Linked DNA regions of Triticum aestivum: region 1 is linked to region 2. A link is a contact called in public Hi-C data. All regions are on one chromosome and are shown on one strand. The core of a region is the stretch at or near the end of the contact, and the rest is flanking DNA. Distances in the headings are between cores, read along the strand shown.

Evidence for each region. Hi-C and Micro-C count contacts between places; a contact is called where the count stands out from the background.
Region 1: a Hi-C map of leaf shows a contact between it and region 2, with 4 times the contacts expected there. The contact joins the promoter of LOC123137686 here to the enhancer-like site in region 2. A contact is called at or near these places in 2 of 5 Hi-C or Micro-C datasets (both in leaf).

What each region holds. Positions count from the first base shown.
Region 1 is chr6B:506,081,828-506,084,649 of IWGSC CS RefSeq v2.1, forward strand. LOC123137686 reads right to left here and starts at 1,422. Exons shown (of 7, transcript XM_044557514.1): 1 at 775-1,422. The coding sequence starts at 1,341.
Region 2 is chr6B:505,516,563-505,519,754 of IWGSC CS RefSeq v2.1, forward strand. No RefSeq gene overlaps it. Among protein-coding and RNA genes, the nearest start is that of LOC123139322, 25 kb to the left of the region's middle. Within about 2 kb of position 1,664, at least 2 of the 8 cell types and tissues checked have an H3K27ac peak or open chromatin away from gene starts, as enhancers often do. A contact at or near this core is called in leaf, where this site is marked.

The DNA.
Region 1 (2,822 bases), core at 172-2,671, 570 kb after region 2:
AGTACTGTATTCTTTTAATCTGATGCTAATAAACCTTAAGGAGTACAGTATTGTATTTCTACTATGCAGCAAGGTACTCCAACATAATATCAAATTCATCTTTTGTTTAAATTCATCTTCTGTTTAAATTTAGTTTATTTAAATGCATGAAGTTTAAATTCAGTACAATATCCTTATGAATTATGAGTTTAATAGATCCTCTTTAGCAGAAAGACGTATATTCCTTGCTCATTATCAGACAATCACTTATCCCCAAACCTAAGTTTAAAAGACCTCGTGTTTTTAGGAAATGCATGAAGTTGAACAAGGAAATTAAGATCCTCCATAAGTACTGTGAATTTGCACTAACTTTTGACAACAGCAAAAATTCAGTTAACCACGACTGTAACTAACACTGTCTTTAGATTTTGACACCAGCAAAAATTTAGTTAACCACTATGTAAACTGTCTCTAGATTTTGACAGCAGCAAAAATTCAGTATGACAGTCTAAATTTGTTTTCAGTTTTCACAGTTTTGACATTGACCAAGATTACTAAAGAAAAAATCAGTCCAAATCTGTCTACTGTCTTCAACATTGACCAAGATTACACAAAAGCTTAGGCAGTAGCTAAATTTTCCCTGCTCTGGTGCACCATAATTTTCCATATTCATTGAGCAAAATTCAGTCCAAATCTGTCTACTGTCTTCAACATTTGCTAATTGTCTACTGTATTCAACATCTATCAGTACAAAATGAACTTCAGCTCAGAACTATAGCATGAACTTGAGATTACTCTGGATCTGAAGCTCCGGCGAGCTCTGTACTTGAGCACGTGGAGGTGTTGTGGACGCCTTGAGCGCGTAGTGCTCCGGCGAGCTCGACGGTGAGCTCCTCCACCTTGAGCACCCGTGCTTCCCAGTGCTTGGGCGACGACGTCCATGGAGGGGGCGGGCTTCATGGTTGACGGCGAGCAGGTGGTCGGACGAGGGGGCCAGCAGGGGTCGCCGGGTAGTTGGCAGGTGCCGACGGGGAGGGAGGAGCGGAGACGGGAAGGCGGGAGGGGGGAGCGCCATGGCGAGGAAAAGAGACCGGGTTGACGAGGCGGCAGACAGAGGAGGGGGTACTCGAGGAAGAGGCTGACAGAGGAGGTAGACATGGACGGCGGCCGCCATGGCCAGTGGTCCTCGGGGTTGGACGCCTGGCTAGGCCGCCGCGCAAAAATCCAACCTTCGGGCAAAATTCCAAGCTTCAAACGAGGCATGGGGGAAGAATGTGGCACCGGCGTGGGCGGAGGTGGAGAGGGAGGGGCAAGGCGACGTGGGGCGGGGGGGAGGAAGGGATCGAGGCGGCGCGGCGTCATGGCGTCGCCGGCGAGCAAGCAGTAAAAGAATGGGGTAGCGAGGGGAAGAGTGGGCGGTGTGGAGTGCGGGTTGTGTCGTGGGAAGCTGGGTGTGTTTTCTGGAAAATATACACGGTGGCAACTTTTTCCGGACGGAGGGAGTAGTTTATATTGAAATTTTTAAAAAAGACTTATATTTAAAAACGAAGGGAGTAGAAAGGCAGGTCTTTTGGTGCAGTTCACTTTGCTCTGGTGGGCGTCTTGGGTAAGTTGATTCTAGATCACGCAAGTTTGGACCAGATGCGTAAGAATCATGATCAGTTCAGATTAGAATACCATACCGTTGCCGCATGCACGAAGAAGGCAAAGAACTCTTTCCATTTCTCCTCCTCACGTGCAGCCCTCTTAAACCAAACGAAGCTTGACATGATCTGATTCGGTATATGTCGCTTGGTTGTGCTCCTGTGCATTCAGTGCCATGTTGTACGTCAGTCATGTACCAATAAAGCTCCAACGGTTAATGGGGCTACGACGTAGCTGGCCCGAGGTCCATTGTTTCTTCAGCACGCATGTGGCGAGGCCTAACAAGACAGCCCAGTTAATCAAGTTACAAGGTCATCCACGATAAAATATTTCAAACGAAATCACTACTAGGTATATTCATCCATTGCAAAGATCACTCTAACCTTCTTTGGTGATGACAAGTAGCGCACTGCATGTGCAACACTGATCACAATATGGGAGTTTTTTGCTTTTTTTTTCTTGGTTTGTTTTCTCAAAATATTTTATCTCATATTTTAGAGCCATCTTCGGCACCAATTCCTATTCGGTACTTAAGGAGACCTCTTTCACAGTGGCGGTCGGAGAACAAGAGCATTCACATGCCGCCTGCTCATGGGCCGCAACTCAGCCTATGCTCAATGGTTGCGCCTTTTTTCTCTCGATGCAACAGATGACCAAAATCGTCGACCGTGACCATTGACCATTTGAACAAGGCTGTTGACTTTTCGTGGAAAGTTCATAGAATTAAAAAAAATATTCACAAATTAGTTTACGAGTTAAAAAATGTTCATCACTTTGGAAAATGTTCATGGACTTGGAAATTTATTTGTGGACTCAAAAAGTTCATGAATTGTTCAAATAACCAAGGCTTTGAAAAAAAAACATTGCATGCAAAAAAGTTCAAAAGGTTGAATATTAAATAGACATGAATTGTAAAAATTAATTCATTTCTTGTGAATTTTTAAAAATTTCAGAAATTTAAAAGTTTCCAAAATTTTAAAAAGAAACACAAAAGGAAAATCTAACAAAAAACATCCTGCAAAATCACCCAAAAAATCACTGGAAAGCTATAGGACTAGCGATAAATCTACATAGGTCGGCCCGTATAGGACTAGCGACGCGGTGGCTGCTTACTAACAAAGTGTTAAGCCCCTAAAAACGAATAAAGCATTAAGCAAGGCATGAAGCATTAAACATGAAATGGCCACCCTAAGACGGAA
Region 2 (3,192 bases), core at 414-2,913:
AAGCATTCAACAATATGGAAAGCAACTGTTCTGCAGTCATTTTCCGCAAAAAAAAAAAAACAGTTCCGCAGTCATATTATCGTACTATGAAATTACACCTACTAGCTAATTGTTTATGCGGTACAACAGAGCATTTTTTTTTCTTTTGCAACAGAGATGGAACATACATATTCCAGTGATTCTTTAGTTGGTAATTTCCATAACAACCGATTCTTCCGTCCAAAGTATAATGATCTTCATAAACAACGTAATCGTTTTGTCCGATACTCAATGATATTTTTCACAACTAATATGATACTCCGTCCGTTTTTATTTAGTTTGCATATTAGTTTTGGTCAAAGTCAAGCTTTACAAACTTTGATCAAGTTTATAAATAAAAATATTAAAATATACAATAACAAATCAACAACATTAGATTTATTATTGAATGTACTTTCACATTGTATAGATTTATTATGATAAATGTTTATATTGTTTTCTATAAACTTGATCAAACTTTATGAAGTTTGACTTCAGTCAACTCTAATATGCAGAGTAAATAAAAACGAAGGGAGTACTCTGCATAAAATTAAGGTGGTTCTCCTGTCTATAGTATACCCTGCCATGGGCAGCTCGGCCCGGACGGCCCGACCCGACCTTACCCACGGGTCAGGTTTGGGCCTAGATTTTCAGCCCGATGGCCGAACCGGGCCAGACTTGGACCCATCGTATTTGCAATTTATAAGAAAGAGGCCTGGCCTGAGGCCCAATGAGCCTTTTGATTGATGGGACAGGCTCGGGCTTATTTTTTAGGCCCGGCGGCCAGACTGGGCTGGGCTCAGGCCTATGTTTTCTGCGTCGGGCTTTCGTAGGTCCGGCCCGGATGGCCAGGTATTGTCTAGAGACTGACACTCTCTAAAATTAATGTGAAACCAAAAAACATACGAAACCAAACAACACGTATTATCAGCACCGCAGACTACCCTTTGATAATATAAAATTGCCTCGAAAACAAAATATGTCGAATCAAATCAATCCATCACTTTTCTGGACCCATCACTTTTTATCTATACTCCTATATAGTGTACGAATATCAAGTCATATAGACCATTAGATCATTCCAATCGGACGGTTCATATCTATTTGCTAATATTAGAGGACTACGTGGCTAAGCATACACCATTGGATATGCCAATCTGACGGCCAACGTTGCAGGGATTCGCGACATGGATGTGCTGCCAGCTTGGCACTGGCGGACAAAGTTTGTAGGCTGCCCGCACAATTCTAGAAATTTCTGGGAAGCTCCCGTAACGCAGCAGTAGAGTAGTACTCTACTACTAGCAGCTCGCAAAGCTGTGCGCGATTCCACAATTTCTATCCAGAAATTTCAGGCATGCTCCCGTGCATAATGCATGCAGCGCCGGAGTACTAGCAGCTATAGCAACTAGAGTACCAGTCAAGAGACAGATAAAAACATTTAATTGTGCAGCCTTGGTATAAGCGCATAAGCAATTTAACAAATTAGAAAAATAAGCATATAAGCGCATAAGCGCATAAGCCGTTGTCTCTCCCAACTTACGGCATTTCACAATAATTCTTAAATTTTACACGTGCATGGCACGTGCCATTTACTAGTCTCCTAAATCCATAGCGTCAACCTTCCCTCTCGACTCTCGAGTCGTCACACCAAACACGAACAAAGGGACCATTACAAGATCTGTCTCTAGAGTCCTAGTTAAACTCGTCCATCCCAGTCTTGATTACTATCGCATCACATCGCCGGAGGTTTCCTCCCAACTCCGGCGCACGATTTTACGCGTGAGCAGTGACCGATGCCGTCTATCACCATCCATCCTCGCGGTACGCCATGCATCGATCCATCGTCTGGAGAGAAAGCTGCGGCCACTGAAACGAGTACTCGACTCGCGCACCACGTCGGCGGACTACGTACGCACTCTAGCTATCTGGGCATGTGCAAGTGTTGTCCTCGCACGTTTAGCAGGGAGGACGCGCACCGATCGCCTCCATCCATTACTCCATGGACGCATCACACATATGAAATGACCGGCAGGCTGTTCAGGGCCTCGTATTTTGTTTCGTTAGTTTCATGGCGACCGATCGACATGCATGTCGTGGCGCGTGAACGCGTGCCTGCATGCACGTGAACCGTACGTCGGCCATACAACCATTTGACCCTGTCCGCTTCAAAATCGTTGCTAGGCGTGTAGGGGTGGAGACTGAGCTGCGATGGCTAGGCTAGACGGGTACGTGTACAGGCTAGAGAGTTCTGACTGTGGCCCCCGAAATTGTGCAGATTTTGATTGTTGCACATGGGCAAGGCCTCTCATCTACTCCTACTACCCACGGTGCACTGCGTGGACAGCGAGTCTTTCTTTGGCGCGAGGAAGGCTGCCCAGATCTAGAGAGCTGAAGCCAAGATGGGAAATTAACATAAATAAACCTTTGAAGCTCGGTCCTCCAGACTTGTGCCACGTATAAAGCTGTAGCGACCAGATCGTCATGTGCATGGTAGGCCCGTCCATCCAACGGTGACGCACCACCGGCAAGAACAGAACATGGTTTGATTTTTTGGTCATTGGCTGTACAAGCATGTGTCATATATGACGTGTCTCGGCCTTTTTCCCCATAATGTGTATAGTATGATTTGTATTTGTATGCTCAGATCGAAGATGTGTCCGGATCTTATGATATTTGTTTTTTAAAACATCCAATCTACTCGTCATCGAGGTAGTAAAAAAAATAGCAGAAGTAATAACAGAACTAACTTAACTTAACTTAACCCCCTAAGCCCCTCCCCTGAGCCTGCACCGGCGGCTACTCCGGCCCCGACGCCCACCCAAACCCGCCGGCCTCCACTCCGGACCCGGCGTCCTCCATGGCTTCTCGGGTCTCGCTTTTTGTGGCATCTTCTGGCTCCTCTTCGCCCTCCGCCGCGCCCTTGCACCGTCCCGCCCGTCCCTGATGTCGTCGGTACGGCGCGCGGCCCCATCGTGCGCGGGGAATCGTCGCCCCCCCCCCCCCCGCGGCGAGGGCGGCGCCGGTGGAGGCCTGGCAGCCCAGGGCCAACCGTCGCCCGGCGGATCCGTATCGGCGCCCTCCATCTGCTCCGGCGAGGCGCCCCTCCTGGCAGGTGGCCGAATATCCTGCTCTCGACGCGGCTCCGAGGGGTCACATTCCGGCGGAGCTCATCGG